2 separate regions of the Anser cygnoides genome follow, and region 2 is linked to region 1. The links are chromatin contacts, called in public Hi-C maps. All regions are on one chromosome and are shown on one strand. Each heading gives the region's core, a stretch centred on a gene start, on an enhancer-like site or on the middle of the called end of the contact. The rest is flanking DNA. Distances are from core to core; before and after follow the strand shown. Region 1 holds the start of RNF43 (ring finger protein 43). Region 2 overlaps MTMR4 (myotubularin related protein 4).

Region 1 (4,499 bases), core at 561-3,060:
AGGGCGTGCAGCGCTGGCTCCTGGGGCGCGAGAAAATGGGGAGAGAGGGGCTCAGGTACCGGCCACTGCCAGCGCTGCTCACTGCGCGGCCCTCCTGCTTCTCGCCATCATCGTTTCTCTTCCTTGGTGCCACGTGCTCAAAGGCCGCTTGGAGCTGAAAAGCATACTTTAAACCAGAAAAAAAAGAAAAAAACACAAACAAAAAACCAACCACTGAAGTTACGAGTCCCTCCTCTAGAAGATAGATCCAGAAAGATCAGTAAAAGAGAACGAGCAGGTCGCAAGCACGGGTTCAGTTCAGACACAGAGGAATCTCCCGCAGCATTAAGAACTCGTCAGGTCCGCAGAGAGGAGGCACAGGGAGGTTCCTCCATGGACGCAACGTCCTGGTGTCTCCTTCCCAAGAATTAGGAAGATCGCCAGGTTCAAAACATCCATCTCACACATGCTTGAGAGACACATCTCCTTCTTGCCAGCAAGGCATCTCTTCCACAATATACGCTCATGCTCTTAAAGTTGAATGTTGTCTACAGTTACTGGTATCCTTCTTAAAAATTATGCAGGAGGTATTTCTTGCATTTGTGGTAAAAACAAAAGTTTGCTACTGTATTGTTCCCTTCCAAAGCGAATCAATCCCTTCCATCCTTCCTGTGCCAGAAATGCTTCATTCAGGCTTAGAGATCAGTTCTAGTTTTCTCCTAACAATCCAGGCTCGGTCTGACTTTGGGTGCAATTCCCAAGGATAATTATTGAAGTACGAAGCTTCTCTTCATAGTTTCAAGTTCCCAGGAGATTTTAAGAAGGCCCCAAAACATGCTAAAAGCTTAGACACCAAGCAAAGCAGGTATCAAGCAAAAAGTTACCGCATATCTTGTTTCCTTCACGCTACGAGTTCCGGTATTACCACTTCCAAGAAGATCCCAACTAAAGGCCCCACAAAATAAAAAAACCATAAAGTTCCATGGTCTTCCCCAAAGTCACATGAAACGTATCGAGGAGCCTTCATAACTGGGAGACTTTACACAGGGGGTACGTGCAACCAAAAATTTAGAGCGCTCACTCTGCTGTGAAGAGAAGAAGTGATTAAAAAAAAAAAAAAATCTGCAAACCTGTTAGGCAGCACGCCTGCTGCAACCCGCAGGGGCTGGGACAGATGGAAAGGCTTCTACAAATCCCAGAAAAAGTTACTTCCAGTAGCTTAAGGAAACCATGTGCGTCCGACGATGTTTGGTTCGGGTCTTCTTGCTCCTTTTTAGAAAGGCAATCTGTTCTTAAAAATAAGGAACCCTTGAAAAAGACGTCGCGGAAGACAAGCCGCCTCACGCACATGCAGCAGGCAGGTAGGTGCGAGTGGCGCTCCACAGCCCGACGGAGAATCCAGCGAGATCAAAGGGAGAAAATTACCGCAGACAGAAAGCTCCCGGGGCAGGCATGGCTGCAAGTGAAGCGTCCGCATGCAACCCACGGCCTCGGGAAAGAAGCCGGCCCCCTGTCGGGAGAACTCCCGCGGACTTCCCGGGGCTCCCTCCCCGCGCAGCCCGTGCGGGCACCGGCTCTAGGCGCGGCGCGGGGCGGCAGCCGAGGCACGGGCAGCGCGGCCGCGGCGAGCCCCGCGGGGCTGCTCGACCATGGCCGGGGGCGGCCGGATCCCGCGGCGGGCGCGGAGCCGCCTTCCTGCCGCAGCAGCGCCCGTGGGCGAGCGCCGGGCGCGGGAGGGCTGCGAGGCGGCCGCGGCTCCCGGCTCGCGGCTCCTACCTGCTGCCACAAAGTGAGGGTGGAGCAGCGCCGAGCGCCCGCCCCGGCCCCGGCCCCGCTCCCGGGCGCCCCCTCCCGCCCCGCCGGCCCGGCCCCGCCGGGCTCCCCGCGTTTCCCCCGGCCTTCCCCCCGCTGCCGCCCATCGAGAGGCAGCGGTAGCCCTTTTCTGGCCGCTGCTTGCTGCGAGGCTTCAGGTCAGGCTGATGTCAGAGGTCTGGAATTCAACTGTTACTCTCCTCTGACATCACCGAGAGGTGAATAATGCTGCAGGTCAGACCTATAACCTCAAAGTAAGGTTGCAACTGGAAACTGGTGAACGGGCGCGCGATGGAGTGGTGCTCGAGGAGGGCACTCAGACACGAACGTGAAAACAATGCCCGGCCTGCAGAAAGCGTATGATCCGGGCAGGTGAAAAAGCACCTTCAAGAAAGCGGAGATTAACGAACTTTTTTTTGTTGTTGTTGTTGTTGTTACGCGTACAGCTAAACTACTCCCTGGAGTAACTCCTTGAAAGTAGAAGGTTACACAAGGAAGAATTGCTCCGCTTTTAAAAATAAGAACGTGGTTCCAGGGGTAAGGGGTGTATGCCGATAAAAGTGGCAGGAGGAACTGCTGAAACACGAAGGACTTTTTCCAACTATGATAATACATCATTTGTAAATCAAAAGAAAGAAAATATAGGTGCAACATCCATATTTCAGTTTGAAAGTTTAATTTATTGCAGATTGGTGCAACCACGCTGCCTGAGCAGGACGATAAAAGAAGGTCCGCGAGGTAAACAAAATTGCACTGTGTTCCCATTAACAAGAATATAGTTAAAAACAAGGTTTTGCTACAGAAGTTACTTTTTATTATTTACTGACTGAACTAGATCCACATTAAGGTGCTGAAGCACTAGACCTTCAATCTAGAGGGCCACCTGAGACTCGTGAGGCCTTGTGCAGCAATATACTAATTTCCTAAGCTAGCGAGTGCCCTTTCTCCTGTGCTCTCTCCCTACGTCAGGGTGAGCTGGTTAAGAATGAAGGGAGCTTACATCCATGTGTGTTCTGAAAGTGATGTACATCAGGAGAGCCAGCTCCATGGCCTTTCTAAATCAGCATACTAAAAAATTCTAATATGAAAGATTTCGTAATTTGCCTTTAGAACAACAGAGCATTATCTAAGACCCTGAGATTCCCCTATCTTAAATCTCCAAAAGGGTCAAATCTTTTGGTGGCAAGCAGGAATAAGAAAGGTAAGCTAAGAAGTTCCCTTTGTAGTGTATGTGAATTAAAGAGGTAGCAGCTCCAGTTTGATAAGGCTGAAATCCTTTTAAGTCCATCTCCTTACACCTTGGTCTGTGAGGGCTAGTCTGCTGCTGTCAAACCCCGCTACTATTGATGGCACCAACTCCTACAGGACACAGATCGTCCACAATTTCCACAGCATATTATGCAACAGTCTCAAGCCATGTCAGCTGTAGGGCATGAAACCAAACTTAGGCGACAAGCTGCAGCAATGTTATTGAAAAACTTTTCCTTTTAACTACCCAGATACTCTCATTCATGTACAAATGGTTTCCATATACTTTCATTTAAGAAGTAGGACTTGAACATAACCACCTATCCCTTCACTATTCATGTCAACTGAAATTGTACTGCACATATATCCTGTAATATACGATACAGGATAACAAAACTGAGGACAACCAGTATGGTAACACTCCCACTAGCCTTGACCTAAAAGCATCCTCAGATTGCATTTGTCTAGTTTGGACTGCTGGTGAATAATCAAAGGCTTTGCCCTGGTTCGTTCTACCACTCAACGTTCACTTAGGACACCCTGACCACAGCTAAAAGCTACATAAAGTGCTGGAGGGTATAGCTGAGGCGGTCCTGATAAATTCTGTTTCTTTCTTGTGTGAAAGGACTGGCTCTAATTAATTTTAAAAGAAGCATGAACACAGATGACACAAATCTGTGTTTTTGTGCTCTTTCACATGTATTTCCCTAACATAAATAAAGACTGTGCCCACTTTATCCTTTAAACAGTATATTAACATAAATACAAATGCATAGCTATTAAAAACTTTAAATATACTATCAATATAAATACAATCAGATTTAATATGTTAAAATGTATTTAAGACCTACTTAAAATAAAGTACTAAAACAACAGATAACTTACCATTACATATATTATTAGAATCAAAAAGAAATTATTAAAACAGGACAATTTTCCATAAATGTAAAAGATCAGCAGCTGTCATGTGTAACAGATACCCACCAGAAGGGACACACTTGTTGCTGAAATACAGCATTGGTTTAGGAAAGAAGAGCATTTCCTGGTTAATCACTCAGAAAATTAGCTCATCTTTCCCATAGCTTCTCTCCTGAAATCCCTGACCCATTCAGACCTAGAATCTTGTGACTTTCCTGCGCTTTTGTTTCATACACAATTCCCATTAAAGAGCCACAGTATGACTTCAAGCAAAGACGGTGAGAGCACCAAACAGCATCTGTGCCGAGTACACTGTAGCTTCCAACAATGTTAAATAAAAAGATTCCAAATACAGCACTAAAACCAACTTGCTTCCCAGTAAGAAAGTTTTGGAAAAAGTTTTTAAAGCTGTTCCTGTTTACAGGAAGTCCAGAGTTTCCATATCTAAAAAAATGAGCAGCTAAGTATTTACTTCACATTAAATATTCTGACCACTAGGCGCTTTATAACTTGTCGGGTAGAAAATGTAATGGAAGAGGTGT
Region 2 (4,499 bases), core at 808-3,307, 54 kb after region 1:
TTGGGGGTGGGGGGGGAGTGGGGAACAGGCAATAGGATTACAAATGCTTAACTCCCCAGACGTTAAAAAAACAATTGTAGTGTATGTTAACAGTAGGACAAGACAGGAGCTAAGGGAAAGACAGGGAAAGCCAAATAGCATGCTGGGGAAAGGGGCTAAGAGCAATGCAAACAAAATGAAGCACAGGTGAAAATTCAGGAGTGCAGGGGCTTCCTGGTTACTACAGCAACTGGCCTGCCCCTGGGCTCCCAGCATGTGGCTGCATGCGGGCAGGCAGGTTGCAGGCTTCAGAGGAGAAGCACCGCCTGGATGCCGGACCAGCCGAGCCCCAGCAGCTCAGGCAGACAAAGCTAAGACAAGAAACATCAAAGAGCAGTCTCAGCTCCAGGCTACAACCCACATAGTTTCGAAGGAATGTTTCAGGGCAGACAGGAAGCAAACTGAGGAGGGTGAAACTATCCAGCAGGTAAGCTCCAGAGGGTGGCCTGGTGCTCCCCTCAATCCAGGTTATCCTAGCTGATGTTACCTGGTTTGTGAGGGTAGCAAGGACCTGCCTGACCTGTTAAAAACGTCACTTCACACTGTGTCTAGACAGCTTCTCAGAAAGCCCTGGACAGAAGGCAAGGTTGGTCTATGGGATAATAACAATAGGGCATGGAAAGAAAATCCAGTAAGGAAAATTTAAGCTGTTGGGTAAGAAGCTGAAGACACTTAGGATTCACACAGTGTGAAGAACATCTGTGTGTGGTAGCACTCTCTGGAGTGCTTCATGTTCCACTTGTAAAATTGCTCAGGAAATCAGAAAAGCACTGAAGTGTGATCAAGAACAATGAAATGTTGAATATGATTAGTATCTATTAGGATCTGGGGGGATTTTTTGAATAGCCATGGTCTGTAAAAGAATGGTCTTCATCTAAATCAAAACAGAACCTGTTTTTCCTGGCACTTCAGATGAAATGTTACGGGAGATGTCTCAAAAACTGGGGAGAATAAATACAAGAGTGTTTCAGTACAGGAGCATATCACAGAATCGTCTAGGCTGGAAGAGACCTCCAAGATCACCGAGTCCAACCTCTGACCTAACACTAACAAGTTATCCACTAAACCATATCACTAAGCTCTACATATCTTCTAAGAGTTAAGCCACAAACTCTGTAATCTTACAAAAACAGTAAGGATCAAGTCAATAAAATTCAGGTTAGGACACAGGATAGCCTCAAGAAGTTAAGCCAAATTTAAGGAGGGTGCACAAAAATTGGCACTGAGATGAAGATAAACAGACTTGTGCTCCCAAGGCTAGAGGACACGAAGAGCCAGGATAAAGGAGTATGTTGGCTTAACAGCACCTTATAAACTTGGCACAAGGGAGATTATCAGTGGTAGCCTAGATTTCAGAGTAGAAGCTTTGTAGGAAGACCAGAATAGATTGATCTAACAAAGTCCTGTCTGTTCCAAGAAAAAGTGAAGGTGAAATCGTGAGGCCAAGAGTTGCCAGCATCAACACACATTGCAAGAAGTGCATGAACCGAAATCCCAAGCCTAGAGAGAAACTGGATGGTACTAGGGATACACTACAACCACAGAAGCATGGCAGCAGCAACATCCACGACAGGCTGAAAGAGATTCAGAGAGGCTGCAAGGGCAGAAATTGCAATGGGAGACTTGCATTGCTTCCACATAAAATACATAAGCATCATGATAACACATTAGACAAAGGCTATGTTTTTAGAAATGATCAGCTGCTTCTTGATGGTACCAGCCAAATAATACAAAAGACATATAACTCTTCCTTTGGTCCTAAGCATGCACAAAGCTGCTCCAAAACAGAGTAACTGAAAAATCGCTTTGTTGCAGCGATCATTGCACAGTAGAAGTCAAAAATATATTTAAAGGCGAAAAGTTTCCCACTGCAGTAGAAGTCTGTTTCAGAAAGGGGAAAAGATTCATTTTTATACACTTCAAGAGAAAGTGAAAGGAAGAGAACTGAAAAAAAAGCTTGCAGTTGATGCGATGCTCAATTAAATATGCTAGTCAATGTAAGATAAAACACATCAAAAAGGATCAGAAAGAGCTGGCAGAGTTGGTGAATGAAAGTACGATTTTAGAAATACAATGACATCCTTCAAATAGGGGAAACGTTTCCAAAGGACACAAACCTGAGAGGAGCCAAATGTGAATCTCAATTAAAAAACAGTAAAAACAAGGCAATCATGCAGTTTTCAAGAAATGCCCTATTAAGAGACTAAAACTATGAAGACTTTTTTCAAACACCTCGGAGGTCTGATAGATAAGCAAGATCACAGCAGAAAGTCAAAACTATCTACACACTGGTGATCATTGGAGGAGCACACAGAGAAAAAGAAGTTGCGAGACCTACCCCTGTTTTACAAGGGACAAGGCACAAGGAGAGATTAATGTGGAAACTTCAGCAGGGGAGCTGTAGAACTATCTGCTAGGAACGAAGAGCAACTAATCAGCAGGACTAGATAATACCCAACATTGCTACAGCAACCCAAATGCACACCAGGTGAATGATTAACTGAGATGCGTAATCTATTGCTTACATTGGCTTGGGTGCCGGAGGAATGAAAGGTGGCAAACTCGGTATCAATTTTGTAAAAAGCTCTCTGGGGCGAATGTGGGAAACCTCTCAAGTCTGACTTCTGTACAAAGCCACTGACTGCACAGTTGGTGCAAGGGTAAATACAGTGCACTTGGGAAGAGTCAACATGGCTTTTGTGGAGGGAGGTCGCATGTCACATATCTAGAGCTTGCTGGAGGCACCACTGAACAAGTAGATACAGCTCACAAAGCTGACAGTGGATTTGGATTTTCATAGCTTTTTTTTTTTTTTTTTATAGGTTGCTCACCAAAGACTTGAAGGAAGCTCCTCTTGAGAAACAGCAACTCTTGAAAAGCAAGAAACAGTAACAGAACGTAACCGGTTATTTTTTGTGAGAAAGGGAGTCCCAAAGGGACCCATGTTTGGCCCTGTGCTGTGTAATGTGCTCACACAGCACATGGAAAGAAATGAAGGGTGAAGCAATGTGACTCATGGAGAGGTGGCCTGTAACACCCCTAGGACCATGCTGACCCAAACCAACAAATGGAATGTTTTTGAAACTGTGAAGTTAGATCCCAGAAAAAGGCATTAACAACACCAATGCATAAATCAGCACTAGCCACACCTACAGACAAGGACAGATGAAGCATCTTCTTGCCACAAAGGCAACAACCACCCCAGTGAGAGATCCTCCTTCACAGAATGCAAGAACATGAAGCATCACCTTTCCCATGAAAGTGGAGGAAAGCATTAAGATTTGTAGAGAAGTCTAACAAAATAAGACAAACTATGAATTAAGAGCAGTCACAGAAATGAGTAGGAAACATCAGATATCTTCAACAATACCACAGCACTCCAGGCAGCTTTTTCTCATAAAATCAAAAATAAATAAAACTGTGACTGTAAAAAGATCAAAGCTGAAAACAAGCATCAACAGCAAAAGAAAGGTGAATTTCTTTCATTTTTTTTTGTTTGTTTTTGAAGGAACTATGTGTGCATCAACCCTCCTAGCATCATGGGCAACAGGAAAAGAACTTCTAGCTCAGACAGCATGGGTGCGTTAGCTGGCGTATGTCAGAGCATGCACAGTTCTCTGGGTGTACAGATCACTGAGGATGTAAAAGCCATGGAGATATTATGTAATATTTTTATTATTATTGTATGCTGAAAGAGTATAACTTTTATCATGACTGAAGGAGTGGTTATTATATGCTTGTATAGCTCTACTTTTATGATGGCTGTCGCCAGGAAGAAGATAATAGTTACCAGATAAGAACATCTCGGAACAGACTTGAAAGACAACGAACAAAGTCATTACCTTGGAGTATCCTGTCTCTAACAACATTGTTTTGTCAATGCTGGGAAATAAAAGATAAAAAGGACTATAAACAGTTAAAAAGTAACCTGATTCCTGTGAATAGAGGCAGGTGTTAATGATCAAAAGCCAAGGCAGGATTTAAAGACACACTCCCTGGAGCAGCAAGAGAGAACTGGTTTCTGAGTTGCACAAGCAAATTACAACACCTTTAAGATCTTGGGATGTCTGCTGAGAAAGGAAGCTGAGACCTGCCAGGATCCCCAAGGAGGAACTCAGCAGACCCAAGGAAAGCACAACCAGGCCTGCATCCAGCTTGCTAAGGTTTGTTTCAAGTCCTTTCTTCCCTGGTTTGGTTGAAAACCAAGCATCTGTCTTCAGAGAAGTTGGCTAATAGCTGTGCATTGCTGGTCATAACTCACAGGAAGCAAACCGCAGGTGGTTAATCTAAGCTGGACTTTCTGAAGCAGTCAGAGGGAACCACATCCCAAAGTCTAGCAGCGAGGGAAAGCCTGGCTGCTTTCAAAGACACACAGAGACTGCACCTGCGGCACGGACCCACCTGTTGTGCACTCTGAAACTGAGCAGTTCAGGGAAACAATTTTTATTTGAAATTCCTGG

What was found. Hi-C and Micro-C count contacts between places; a contact is called where the count stands out from the background.
Region 2: a Hi-C map of liver shows a contact between it and region 1, with 3 times the contacts expected there. The contact joins the enhancer-like site here to the promoter of RNF43 in region 1. A contact is called at or near these places in 2 of 7 Hi-C or Micro-C datasets (both in liver).

The regions. Positions count from the first base shown.
Region 1 is chr18:1,835,031-1,839,529 of Taihu_goose_T2T_genome, forward strand. It overlaps RNF43 (ring finger protein 43), which reads right to left and starts at 1,811. Exons shown (of 12, transcript XM_013189322.3): 1 at 1,405-1,811; 2 at 1,110-1,265; 3 at 1-20. The coding sequence starts at 1,456. HSF5 (heat shock transcription factor 5) reads right to left here. Exons shown (of 6, transcript XM_048068219.2): 6 at 2,451-4,499.
Region 2 is chr18:1,888,729-1,893,227 of Taihu_goose_T2T_genome, forward strand. All of the region lies in intron 7 of MTMR4 (myotubularin related protein 4), which reads right to left. Among named protein-coding and RNA genes, the nearest start is that of HSF5, 23 kb to the left of the region's middle. Within about 2 kb of position 2,058, at least 2 of the 3 cell types and tissues checked have open chromatin away from gene starts, as enhancers often do. A contact at or near this core is called in liver, where this site is marked.